Regions from separate parts of the Lactuca sativa genome. Here region 1 is linked to region 2. A link is a contact called in public Hi-C data. All regions are on one chromosome and are shown on one strand. Each heading gives the region's core, a stretch centred on a gene start, on an enhancer-like site or on the middle of the called end of the contact. The rest is flanking DNA. Distances are from core to core; before and after follow the strand shown.

Region 1 (7,706 bases), core at 1,076-3,575, 160 kb after region 2:
GTAGGAAACACACCTACAACCCCAAGAAATCCAAGAAGACCCGCATCGTGGATCATGTTTCTTCTGTTGAGAAACAGGACACTGGAAGAGGAATTGTCTCTCTTATATGAGAAGTAAGTATGGAGAGACTAGTACTTCATGTATCTACTAGATAAAACTTATACTTTTCATATAACACTCGGATACTTGATACTTAATGTTAATCTAATATTTATAAATGGCTTGCAAATATTTAACAAGAGTAAGCAACAAAGCACAAACAAGTTGGAACTTCACTCTCGAAGTTTATTTAATTATTTATGCTTAGAACATAAAATACCTGTATTATAAAACAATATTTGTTTTAGAACAATATATGTTTTAGTTTAGCCTGTCTAAATATATATGTCTTAGTTAATTGACTAGATAAGTGATCATTTAATTATTCGTTTTTTCATAACGATAAGCTTGACTAAATTCTATTTTAGAGAATTAGATCTCTTAATAGAATTAAATATGAATGCTTTCTAAATACGTAAGTTCTATATGTAAACACTTTTGACTAAAACTTGATTTCAATCAAACTTATCTATAATATTGATATCTTTATTATGTAAATAATATTTACATATTCCAACTTCAAGAAATGGATTTTTGAAAGAAAATAATATAGTTTTTTTTGCCACATTTAAATCTTATTTATACATAAAAGATTCTTAATGATATTTTCACTGATCTGTAGAGAAAATAATTATTAAGGAGCTATACACTATGACGTATGACTTCTTTTCTAATAAACATCTAGATTTAGCATAAAATACTCAATCAACTTTATCAAGAACTATAGTCTTTGTAATTAAATTTTACATGTTAAAACAAAAGTGCGAAACCTTTGTCAAAATTTATAAATATAAAGTTGAGATACAAAACAGTAGAACCATCTAAAGCCTTAGAGATAATAATGGATAATCTAAACCTTACTAGATATTATTTACTTTCTAATTGGTAGAAATTATATATATATTTTTTATTCTCTTGGGGTTAAGCCTTAATCACTATAACTTGTATTTTAAATACAAACACCAATTAATGAGTAGATAAGACACTTTATAAGATTTAGTATAAAAATGTTGCATCCTTACCTTACTTAATGTTTTGAGTATTTGAAGCCTATATTAGACTAAAACTTCTAAACCTGATTTCTATTAAATATATATTTGTAGAGTATTTTAAAGGTTGCTTTTATATATATATATATATATATATATATATATATATATATATATATTCATGTGAGACAATCATATTTTATAAGACATGAAGACGCAATCCTACCCATTCATTTTGGATATTAAAAAAAATATATTTTTAAAATACAAAATAAATGAAAATTTTTGATTTTATTTTAAATATTATTTTCGTCATTTTTATGCAAAATAAATAAATAAATAAAAATAAAAAAATTACCTTTTTTTTCAAAAAATATATGAAAAATTATAATAGAATATTATACTGTAAATATTCAAATCGAATTTTTAAAATGTTAGAATATTCTAGTAGAATATTAAACTATAAATATTAAAAAAAATTAATAAAGTATTAGAATAATCTAACAAATCTAAAAATTCAAGTAGAATATTAGAATATTTTAAAATATCCATCAATTTTAGTAGAATATTAGAATTTTAGAATATTTATTCTAAAAGTTTGAGTTCTTTTAGTAGAATATTAGAAATTTTCATCGGGACTCATATTTCGAAAAAAAACGATGATTTTATTTATTTATTTATTTATTTTAGATAAATTAAATAACGAAAATAATATTCAAATTTTTTTTTTGGATTTTTTTTATTATGTTGCATTTTATAAATGTTTTTTTTATTATTTTTTTGATCTCCAAGATAAGTGGCTAGGATCGTGTCTTCATATCTTACAAAATTAGCTTGTTTTCAAATGAATATATATATATATATATATATATATATATATATATATATATATATATATATATATATATATATATATATATATATATATATATATATATATATATATATATATAAAATAGAAGAAAAATGTTGCACGTAATTTAAATGAGATTAGGAGTGTTAGTGTGTTTATTTGAAAGTATGTGTTCCAATATAAAGCCAACAAGGAAAATGTTTCTTAGTCGTTATGAAATTACAAAAATACCCACGTTGGATACCACTTGATTCCAAAGACATTGAGGTCATTCTCGTGTTTTCACATTCAAGATAATTTTGCCAAATTACTGGCCACCCAAGTCATTGGTTAGGTAGGACAAGCCAAAAGATTCAAACCTCTATAAAATGAAAACCATTTTCAAGAAACTATTCAAGATTCATTTAGTCACTACAATGGGTACCCGAAATTCCTCTGTCGCTCTTCTTCTTTTGTTTATCTCTGTATCGTTGTCAGTATCACTATCTGTATCAGTATCATCGACTCTTCCTTCCGAGTTCTCCATACTTGGTGATCAAGAAACCAATGTTTTATCAAGCGAAAAAATCACTGAATTGTTCAGAAAATGGAAGGAGATGCATGGAAAAACATATGCGCATGAAGAAGAAGAAGCACGAAGGCTTGGGAATTTCCGCAAGAGTTTGAAGTATATATTGGAGAAGAACTCGAAACGGAAATCAGAGACTGAACATATGGTGGGATTGAACAAGTTTGCTGATCTAAGTAACGAAGAGTTCAAAGAGATGTACTTTTCAAAAGTCAGGGGTCCTAGAAGCAATAAACTAAAGATGAGGGGTGCTAAAAGAAACACGACTTTAAGTTCGAAGTCTTGTGATGCACCCGCTTCTTTGGATTGGAGAGACAAGGGAATCGTTACACCAATCAAGGACCAAGGACAGTGCGGTAAACATTTAATTCCTTTTTCATTCATTTATATTTATTTTTATATTTCAGTGTTTAACTTCTTGATAATATATATTATTATTCGTAAAATAAAAGAACTCACAAAAATATCACGTTCATCACGGGTAGGTATAATATATTGGGAAAGTCCCGATGAAAAATTATAGATTTATCATTGAAAATATCATATTTTAAATAATTAATTATTATATCAAACTTTAAAATAGTCGGTGGTTGCGTATTTGTGTTAGTAGTTTGACTTTTACTCATTAAATATGTAAACATTCGCCTTTAAAAATAAAATAGATGCTCGTTTTGAATTTGTAAACCACATACTTAATAAAATCACATTTATTAAAAAAAAATAGTTATTGATTTTTAGCATCGGTCTGTGTTACTACCATTAAATAGTTCGATTATGTTTGTTCATGTCAATAAAAAAAGTTACACAACAAAATTATTATAAATATTTTATTGCATTAAATCTGGATATTTATAACGTGTATAGGAAGTTGTTGGGCATTCTCTGTAACCGGGTCCATTGAAGGTGTACATGCACTTGCAACCGGCGACCTGATTAGCCTGTCAGAGCAAGAGCTCGTTGACTGTGACACAAACGATTATGGTTGTAATGGTGGAAACATGGACACTGCATACAGATGGATTATTAAAAATGGTGGAATTGATTCTGAAGCCGATTATCCTTATACTAGTTCAAATGGTAGGGATGGTAAATGCGATAAAACAAAGGTACTTACAATCTTACATTATCCATTTTGTTAATTAAAAAACTTCAATATTAAATTTATTATTTAAGTCATATCAACTAACGTACAATTATTACAAATTTAATACGAAAATGATCAGTCGAAAAAATCAGTTGTAACAATCGAAAGCTATGTGGAAGTAGAATCAAAAAATGAAGACGCACTCCTTTGTGCTGTCGCCAAACAGCCTGTTACTATTGGTATTGATGGCTCAGCCTATGACTTCCAACTATATACCGGGGTAAGTACAAAATAGCTACCTTTTTATATATTTTTTTTCTGTCGTTTATTTTTACAAAAACGCCAAAAAAACGCTTTAGTTTGTATGTATTCAATTATCCATGACAACTTTTAATTAATCCTGAAAATTTAAATGCAAAAAAACGTGTCATGGAGAAAAAACGGCATGATATAGATATAAAGTCATGTAAATGCTCTTTTATTTAATTTCTTAATGGATTTAAAACGTAACAACAAATAAAGCTAGCTTTATTTAATTATTAGGGTATCTACGATGGCGAATGCTCAAGCAGTCCAAACAGCATAGACCATGCAGTGCTGGTGGTTGGATATGGTACGCAAGATGGTGAAGACTATTGGATCGTGAAGAACCAGTGGGGTACCTATTGGGGAATGGAAGGTTACATTTTAATGAAAAGGAACACCAATAATAAAAATGGTGTTTGTGGGATGTACCTTGAGCCACTTTACCCTACCTCCGGTGTCCTACCACCACCTAGTCCACCATCACCACCGGCACCACCATCTCCACCACCACCTCCACCATCACCATCACCTAGCAAGTGTGGTGACTTCTCATATTGTCCGGCAGACCAGACATGTTGTTGCATCTTCGAGATCTATAACTATTGTTTGATGTATGGGTGTTGTGGTTACACCAATGGTGTGTGTTGCAAGGGTTATTCCGCTTGTTGCCCTAGTGATTATCCGGTTTGTGACGTTAAAGATGGATATTGTTTTAAGGTACAACGAATTAACCACAAGTTGATCAATTACCTTATAGGCGCTAAGTTATAAGATACTAATTATTGTTCTTTTTATTTTAGAAATCGGGAGATACTGTTGGAGTGAAGGCAAAGAAGAAACAATTGGCCAAACACAAGATGCCATGGGAGAAGATTGAGGAGACACTCGTGGAAGAGTATCAATCACTCGTGTGGAAGAGGAACCCGTTTGCAGTTGCAGCTTAAGAACAGGAAAAAAGGGATGTTTTTATTAAATCCCTTATGTACTTTTAAGGGTTATATGTAATATTTCTTCATTAGAAACCTTAATTTGAACCTAAACCTAGTTAATTACATAAATGTATTTCTTGAAAACACATCGTAATTGTGGTATTTTGACGATTGCATGCGTGTGTGTCGTTGAATTACGCTATTGTTTAGATGTGTTTCTTGAAATAATTAAGTTGCGAACAGTGGTACTAATTAATCTCACTTGCGATTTACATGTACCAAATATGTAAGTTGATATGATTTGCACATTATTCTATATAGTAATGTTAAATTATATGTGGCATTCAATATTGATACCATGAATGAAATTGACATATAATGCATCATTGTTCATAGTCTTGTTGATTAGTCGGTGGAATTAAACATTTTTAGCACCAACTGGGCTGCAGAAATTTGGGCTAAAATCAAATTTTGAAATGATTTTAAATATGAACTGCTATATTTCTTTATTCTCATCGTGGGTCTCCAATGTGGTGCTGTTTGGCAGCTTTTAATCATAAAAAATGGTTCATAAAATGACATAGGTGCACAAAAGAATCTTTCTTATATTAACTGGAAAAAAAAAAAAAAACATACCATTTTTTTAGAACTGCTTGAGTTAAAACGGAACCGCCGGTTAGGAATATGTTTTAATATATATATATATATATATATATATATATATATATATATATATATATATATATATATATATATATATATATATATATATATATATATATATATATATATATATATATATATATATATATATATATATATATATATATATATATATATATATATATATATATATCTGAAACTGGTTTTTCTCTTTTTCCTACTATAACAAAACTGAACCGATTTTTAGCCGAAAACCTAGTTTTTTAACGCGATTTCACATAAAAAAAACTTTATAAACAAAATGGATCTAGAGAAAATCAGTTTTTAAAAAAACCGAAACGGATATATTTGTACTTCTACACGTTTAGGATGGATTTGGGCCGCCAAATGGCCTACAAATTGGGTTAAAATAAAACACATAGTAGGCTCCTTAAAATTTTGCACCTGGACAAATGTTTGCTATTATTCATGAGGTCCATGAGTTGCATCAAACGTTTTCCAAATTAGTGTCTACCGTTTAAGCTTAATCGGATCATAATTGTCATTTAATTCAACCACCACCCACTAGGAGTCCAGAACAATTCACTATTTGGATAAAACCAAATTGTTTAATTAGACAAACTGGATTGTACTATTTGGTTTGGACATTCGAATTTTTTAATTGCTTTTCAATAAAACCGAATTACTATTTTGGAGTTTGGATTGATTTTGGTTTATAAAATATGAACCGAATAATCCAAAAAACTGAATAATAATTTATTATTTATTTATTTCTAATATAACTATAACTGTTTGTTAATTTTATAATTTATTTTTTCAAATAAGTTCGAAAAGTTTCATCTAGTACAAAGTATTAATATGTATTTTCTCTCAAAAGCTTTTTAACTATTAAATATTAAACTATAATATACATTCTTAATAGCTATTGTTCATGAGGTCCATGAGTTGCATCAAACGTTTTCCAAATTAGTGTCTACCATTTAAGCTTAAGCTTAATTGGATCATATTTTTCATTTAATTCAACCACCACCACTAGAAGTCTAGGACAATTCACTATTTGGATAAAACCAAATTTTTTAATTAAACAAATTGGATTGGACTATTTGATTTGGATATTCGAATTTTTTAGTTGGTTTTCAACAAAACCGAATTGCTATTTTGGAGTTTGGATTGATTTTGGTTTATAAAATATGAACCGAATAGTCCAAAAAAATCGAATAATAATTTATTATTTATTTATTTCTAATATAACTATAACTGTTTATTAATTTTATAATTTATTTTTTCAAATAAGTTCAAAAAGTTTCATCTAATAAAAAGCATTAATATGTATTTTCTCTCAAAAGTTTTTTAACTATTAAATATTAAACTATAATATACATTCTTAATAGTTGTTTATAAATTTTAAATCACAACTAAATAATACTTTTTTGCTTCTTTTGTAACAATTGGATAATATTATAATTATGTCATTTGAAAATGTTTTGGTTTTTCGAAAACCGAATTATAAAAACGATCCAACCGAATTCTTATTGAATTGGATCAGATCGGATTTGAATTTAGTTTGGACTATTCATATCTATATTTTACAACCAAAATCAATTTGGATTTACTTAATTGGATCTGATCGAACTCATCCATCCAAACGAACACCCCTAACCACCACGAGTAGACACGTAGTTCTGACTGGATATAAAAAAAAATGTTTTATGATTTGTTTTTATGCTTTATCATGCTTATTTTGACTTCAATCGTGGATAATCGTGGATACAATACCTATGTGACTCCTATTAATGTTCGGAAATACAAATGTCGGCTTAGGTTGTGTTTAGCGCTGTAGCTAGCTGATAAGCTAGTTTATTTTTCGAGTTTTTTTAGGTTGTTGGGTTTGACAAGCCAAAAAATAGCTTATAACCTAGCCTTTTGAATAACTAATTAGACTAGATTTTTAGGAGTTTTTAATTTTTTTTTCCAAATATACCTCTTAAGTAATTATAGAAATAAATACTCTTAAATGTCATTTTATATAATTTTATATATTTCAGCTAGCTTTTCAACTGGTCTTACAAAACGTTATTTTTTATCAGTTAGATTTCCAGCTATCATCTACCTTTATACTCATACTTTCATACTAACAACCATATATTATATTTTTATTATATTTGTATTTTATCATTTAGGAAATTTAAACTTTTATAATATAAATAAATTCTCT
Region 2 (6,956 bases), core at 3,966-6,465:
ATTTTACTTACAATCCAAAATATTAAATCAGCATCTCGCAGCTCATTAAGCGTGACAAAATTTCTTCACAGTTAGGTCGTTGATCTGGTTCTGCCCAACAATCTGAAAGAATATACAATATAAACTCAACTTACTGTTGTTTATTTTTTACATAATAAAGAAACAAGTCAAGAAGGACTTAATAGAGTAGATTTGTTTCTTAATTTTTTTTATTGCATACCTGATATTAGGTTTCCCAAAGGACCTTCAGGAATTTCAAGTCGTGTTCCATCATTACCAACTGCACGAACCACCTGTAACAAATATGTTTTAATCATCATTTATCCAGACAACATTTTACACAGACAGATTAAAAAAATAATAAGAAGAAGAAGCAAGGACATACTTGGGCTGATGGGACACCTTCCCATGGTCTCTGAAGAGTACATAGTTCCCAAATTATGACACCGAGGCTGAAAATATCACATTTTTCAGTAAAGGGTTGATTGCGAATGAGTTCGGGTGCCATCCACTCTGGAGTCCCTGCAGACGAACAATCTCTCATGTTTGCGGTTGTTAGTACCCGTGACAGCCCAAAATCACAAATCTTCACTATCCAATGCTTATTCACTAAGCAATTCGCACTTTTCAGATCACGGTGCACTATTTTCATTCGATGCATACACATTAGACCCCTATACACATGCAAGTAAACAAACAAACCATTGTTACGATTTGTTAGCAAATACCTCTATAGTACAAAATACATAGACCCCGTTTGTTATGCTTATGCATGACAAGATATGACAGAACAGGTTGTACTGTGTTTGACGTGCATCGCACTGGGACCGAGACCGATGTCAATGAGACAAAATTGCATTTTTTGTCCCAATTAAGAAGCTGGTACAAGGTGAGACAGAGACTCGCTCTTGATCTCTTGTTTGTGAAAAAGACATAAATGCCCTCCTCATCCTTAAATAGCCCTAGAAAAGCTTGTCCCGTCTAGTTCGGTCATGTCCAGTGTAACAAACGCAGCGCAGCTGCGTTTGTTTCATAGGACTGGATGGAATTGGACAAGCTTTCTAGGGCTATTTTCGATGATAAGGATGAGGAGGGCATTTACGTCTTTTTCACAAACAAGAGATCAAGAGCGAGTCCATGTCTCATCTTGTACCAGCTTCTTAATTGGGACAAAAAATGCAATTTTGTCTCATTGACATCGGTCTCGGTCCCAGTCTGATGCACGTCAAACACAGTACAACTTGTTTTGTCATGTCTTGTCATGCATAACAAGGTGGGAATAAAAATGATAAAAAATGGAGGTTTAGGATCATACCTGCATATATCACACAGCATTTTGAGTCTCCTTCGCCAGCTAATTCTTTTTTTTAACCCACTCACATGAATCAGGTAATATAGTGACCCCATGTCCATGTATTCAGTGATCAATGAAAAGTGAGGAGGCGTTGTACAGGCACCAAGGAACAATATAACTGCGTTACATAACAAAAAAGTTTACATGAATGTGTGGTCATCAGCAAACAACAAATATAATATGCTAAAATCTTATCTGAATTAAAAAGAATGTAATACCATTTGGGTGGCGAAGTCGACTGCAAAAAAAGTAAAAAAAAAAAAATCAGCTACAGAGTAGACAATAGAGTTTTTGAGACTTAAGTTGAAGGAAAGTTGTGTGAAAGGTACCTTAATATGGAAATCTCATTGCAAAAATCTTCAATATTTTCCGCACTTACTTCCTGTTCAAGTAACACTTTAATAGCAACCTCTATTCCATTCCAAGTACCTCGGAAAACTTCCCCAAAAAACCCTACAAGATAAAATGCATTTATGATGATGATGATGATGATGATGATGGTGATGATGATGATGATGATGAGGGATGGTACCTATGCCAACACGTGAACCAACAGTGAGTTCAGAAAAGTCAATATTCCATTCATGATATGGAAACCATGGTTCATTCCCAATGGAGGAAGATTCAAGCAACTTATTCCATGCTGTGATCATATCGAAATTTCCTTCTAATTTTTCAGTTCCATTTTTATCAGAACCAAGAACACGAGTCCTATACTTATGAGGAGATGAAGGTAAAGAGATGGCTTTTGGACAACTCGTTTGCCTCCTATGGTTATGTGAACCAGATGCCTGAAATCATCATCAAATTCCATAAACAAACAAAAAGATTAAACATTAAAGCATCAGTTTTACTAACAAAAAAAGAAACACATACATTTTCCTGATGATCTGGACTAGTGCCATGTTCATCAACAAGTTCCCTTGGAGGATGATTTCTCTTCAAAGTATCATTCATTGCTCTCACAACCCTATTTTCATAATTACACCATTTATCAAAAAGTTGATATTTAAAAACCAATAATTATTCATAGATGATTAGATTCAGGGTTACTGAAATATCAACCTTACAATGTCATCACCAATTTCTGGAATCATAGTAGCACTACTTCTCCTTCGTCTTCTTCGGCTTCCTGTAGGTGATGCCCCTGCTGACCTGGAATAGAATATTAAAAACACAAAATTTAATTGACATTTTGCATTAGATTTAAAAAAAAGAACAAAAAAAAGAACCTTGATACTGTCATGCCATGTCCATATCCTTTGGGAGAATCTTTATGACCACCAAGCATAGATCTTCCATGCCCTCTAAATAAATAATGCTCTGGACTGAAAGTAAAACATAAAACAAAAACAAATGATAAAATAACAACCTGAAAGTAAACATGATTTGTTGATTTAAATGTTTTATAGTTTAAGCATAATGACGGAAATACCCTTGAATAAAAGAGGGGAAAGAGAGAACCTTGAACTGGGTGTGCTTTGTTCAGCAAGTGCATTTTTGTTGCGCCCCCATGTTGCATTTGCTGCATTAGGGTCACTGTAAAAAATTTTAAAAAAAAGTTTAACTACAAAAAGTAATTTTATATCACAAAACACAAATAAGGGAAATTTAAACTAGATGGGACTAGACAAGCTTTCTAGGGCTATTTCTGATCGTGAAGATGAAGAGGGCATTTACGTCTTTTGCACAAATGAGATATCAAGGGCAAATTTTATACTATTGACATCAGTCTCAATCCAAGTCCAATGCACACCAAACATAGTACAACTTGTTCTGTTTTGTGTAAGAAATGGTATGATACTGTAAAATTACTTTATTACCCTTCATCCGTGTTTTCTGCAGCACCATGTACAGGACTGTTGGGTTCAATAGGAGAATCACATGAGTCATTTTCTCCAGAATCACCTTGACCAATGACATACACATGAGACATGTATACTGCCTTTGTTGAAAAGGGTACCAAATGTCCTGGATACCTCACTATATCAACCAGTAATTCAGTAGAATTCAGCTCCACAATAACAGACACGTGCCTGTGTGAATCTGTTCTCTCTGATTCTGCTTCCTTTGGTAAACCCTGCAATCAGAAAAAAACAGAGAGAGAAATAATGATATACAATGAAACTACAAGGCTATTTCTTGCATTTAACACTAGATTAAGTGGCATGATATAACTATTTGATGATAGAAAAATGAAAAAAGGAGAACATACCACCATAACCCTACAGTCAAGGCCAACAGTATCTGCAAGAACTTTGAAAAGAATGGCACGTGGATGACAAAAACCATGCTTTATTTGACCTAGCATCTGAATACCTTGATTATGTACATTGTAGACTTCCTCCCAAGCAGTTTTTGCATAATTTAACTCCACATTTGGGAGTTTGTAGAAGTCACAAACCTACAAAAAGGACATATTATCATGTTACAATCAACTAATAAAACTTATGGTATGTTTGGTTGAATGGAATAGAAAGGAAAAGGAAAAGGAATGGAATGAATCACTCCATTTCTTTCATGATTCCATCATCATAACAAACACTACTTAGATAAATATTGGAAAGAGGTAGGTAGCATCACTTACCAATCCGCCTATCTTTTTAATTACTGCAGCTGGATTAGAAGTCAACCCTTTTGCCAAAGTCAAAGCCAGCTGCTGTAACATTGACACCTTCTTATCTTTATGCATATCAACAACAATAACATTGAGCCTAAACCCCTCTGATTCTAACACATGAAGCTCTTCAAGAGAAGGGATCATGTCATATTTCTCTTTGAGTCTTTTTTCCTAAAAAAGAATATGGAAACATGTTTAGAATGTTAGATGTGAAGTGAAGCTGTATTATGTGTATGTTTTAATGAGAATTTGGACACCTTACAGGTAAAATAGAATAGAATCCACTAGGAATTGGCTCATAAAGATTTCCAGTTGACCAAAGGGCTTGTGACACTCTTTGTGCTCCTCCTGAATCCGCCAGGTGGCGATCACTATGCATTCTTTTAAATTTAAGAGCCCCATCTGAAGAAGAAGAAGAAACAGATTTATTCCTTGATTCGTTTTGAACAGTGTCTGTTTGTGTTTCCTCCATCTCCTTGGCAATTCAAAACATAAGATCATTTTGCCCCACTTCTTAGCCCATAAACATTAATCAGGTGTCCTACTTGTTCAACTCCTTTCTACAAAATTCTTCAACGGGTGCTAAAGTTAGTCTTTCATGGATGGAGACATCATTTGGCCTGTTAATGAACAACATGATAAAGAGCTAAAAACTGATCTCAATCCAAAACCATTTTCATTGAACCATTATAACATGTAAGAACAAAACTAGAGGAACAGAAAGAAATCATGTAAGCCTTCAGTTTTTCAATTCTTTATAGGTATTGCATTTTTACAAACACCTGGTATGCACTACGCACCTTTACATTTCCCACAGAAATAAAACCAAAAACCCATTACCAAACATTACCAATATCCATAAGAAAGTATTCTACATATATATACCCGTCAATGGCGATGCAAATCAACGAGCAAAAACGCCCATAAGATTGTTAGATGATAAAAGAAAAGTAATGGCGGAGAAACCCAAAGCGAATATGCAATAGAAACAGGATAAAAGATCGAATGTACCAGTAAATCTCTAGGCATTTTGAATCGTCAAACAATATTTCTTCAAATCTGATCACTCCTCACTGTTCTTTTCCCTTGTAGTTCGTGATATATGCTTGATTTCAACTCTATTAGAGAGAGAGAGAAGTGTAAATTTTCTGTTAATCTTGTAAATCAGCCGTTAACGACCCGGTCGACAAAATTATAATAATAAAGATTATGTCACTTGGAGACTATCTCTTGTATTATTGAGTGTAAATTAAACAGTATGAGACACTGCGATCGTAAATATAATATTAAAATACTCTCAAATTTATTGTTACCCACGAGTCCACGACAAGCGAATCAGATCAGGCCTCAGTTTGGGCCTATCAATCGTCTCAAAATTCACCACGACTTTCATGGTATTTGGCATTTCTTCATCAAAATCAAGGAAAAAGTTCATTTTTTGGATTATATTATTTCACATATTTTAAACTTGTAAAGGAAAAAACAGTTCAACATTGACCATTCAAACACTGATGTGTGCTAATTTGGTACATACGCTGCTAAGCATGGCCTAGTCGCCAACTTGAGATCAAGAATTTGTAAATTCAACCTCTATATGATATGTTTTATAGTATATTTTTTGAACGGCATGTAGATATAATATGATTCATGTATTAATAAGCTAAAGAAGTTTTATATTTATAGTTGCCTAACCAGCGGCGGAGCTAGATGGGGCGTGGGGTACTACAGTAACCCTAAAAAATTGTTATATATATATATATATATATATATATATATATATATATATATATATATATATATATATATATATATAAACATGTTTCATGTTATTGTACCCCCAACTAAAGTGATTATAACATGTTTTTTAATGTCCGATATTTGATAACTACATATAATATATTGATTATGTTTGTATCACATATCAAAATTCCTAGTTCCACCGCTACGCATAACCTTTAAACGTTATAAAATGAAATTATACATTAGAATGAACAACCTTTACAATGGCATCTACATACTTAAGGTCTGTTTGGGATTGATTATTTAATTGCTTATTGGTTTAGTGCAGATTGGCACTACTAATAAGTATTTTTAAGTGTTTGGATATAATGACACTAAAGTCTTTATTGGCTTAAATATGAAGTTTTTGATAAGTGATTAGGTTCTAATTTACTTAGAATGTGTTTGGCAAAACTAGTTTGAAATTAATAGCTGATAGTTGGTAGCTGGAAGCTGAAAGTTGTAGCTTTATTTGTTATATGAGTGTATAGGATAAGTAGCTAAAAGCTTTTAAAATTTGCAAAATTATATAAAAATAATTGTTTAAAAATTTAAACATATAAATATATTTTTAAGCATAATTCGGAAAATTTATTAAAAAAGCTCAATAGCTTTTTTGTAAAGTTACATGAATTAGTTTTTTTTAAAAGCTATATGGAGTAGCTTTTAGATTTTAAGTTTTTTATTTAAACTAAAAGCTAAATCTTCGTAGTGCTCCTAAACGAATGTTTTTATTTAAATAGAGTTTTTTATTAAATACTAAAAACTATAAGTTCTCAAACACCGTTACCAAACACGCCATTAAACAACTTATGACTTATTTAAACCGATTTCCAGCTATTAAAAAACATATTTATACCAATTTACTGTAATACCCTATTTTATTTCTATACTAGTTTATAATCCGTGGAAGCCACAGTTACAAAATTAATTAAATATTCATAGTAAAAAATTCAAAATTATTAATCAAATATTGTATATAAAATTTTAAATACATTATTAATTAAGAGATTTTTTTATTAGTTATGTAAAATTATAATTATTGATTCAAATAAATATGTGGAATTAATTTATCATATATATTAGACTCTTTTTATTTGTGAACTAATGAAAACAATAATATAAAATTTAAAATTTAAAACAAAGAATAAATAGATTGACAAATAACATCACATTAATTAGGAGGTTTAATAAATTTAAAAT

What was found. Hi-C and Micro-C count contacts between places; a contact is called where the count stands out from the background.
Region 1: a contact with region 2 is called in a Hi-C map of leaf, with 6 times the contacts expected there. The contact joins the promoter of LOC111892058 here to the promoter of LOC111892041 in region 2. A contact is called at or near these places in 3 of 4 Hi-C or Micro-C datasets (leaf and seed).

The regions. Positions count from the first base shown.
Region 1 is chr7:33,657,502-33,665,207 of Lsat_Salinas_v11, forward strand. LOC111892058 (low-temperature-induced cysteine proteinase) reads left to right here and starts at 2,326. Exons shown (of 5, transcript XM_023888121.3): 1 at 2,326-2,865; 2 at 3,374-3,615; 3 at 3,733-3,873; 4 at 4,137-4,616; 5 at 4,700-5,176. The coding sequence starts at 2,358. The coding sequence ends at 4,843.
Region 2 is chr7:33,495,482-33,502,437 of Lsat_Salinas_v11, forward strand. LOC111892041 (probable serine/threonine-protein kinase SIS8) reads right to left here and starts at 5,216. Exons shown (of 17, transcript XM_023888104.3): 1 at 4,986-5,216; 2 at 4,237-4,534; 3 at 3,942-4,145; 4 at 3,570-3,758; 5 at 3,178-3,434; 6 at 2,819-2,893; 7 at 2,587-2,682; 8 at 2,420-2,509; 9 at 2,231-2,324; 10 at 1,887-2,145; 11 at 1,684-1,807; 12 at 1,573-1,592; 13 at 1,316-1,472; 14 at 386-674; 2 more. The coding sequence starts at 4,446. The coding sequence ends at 23.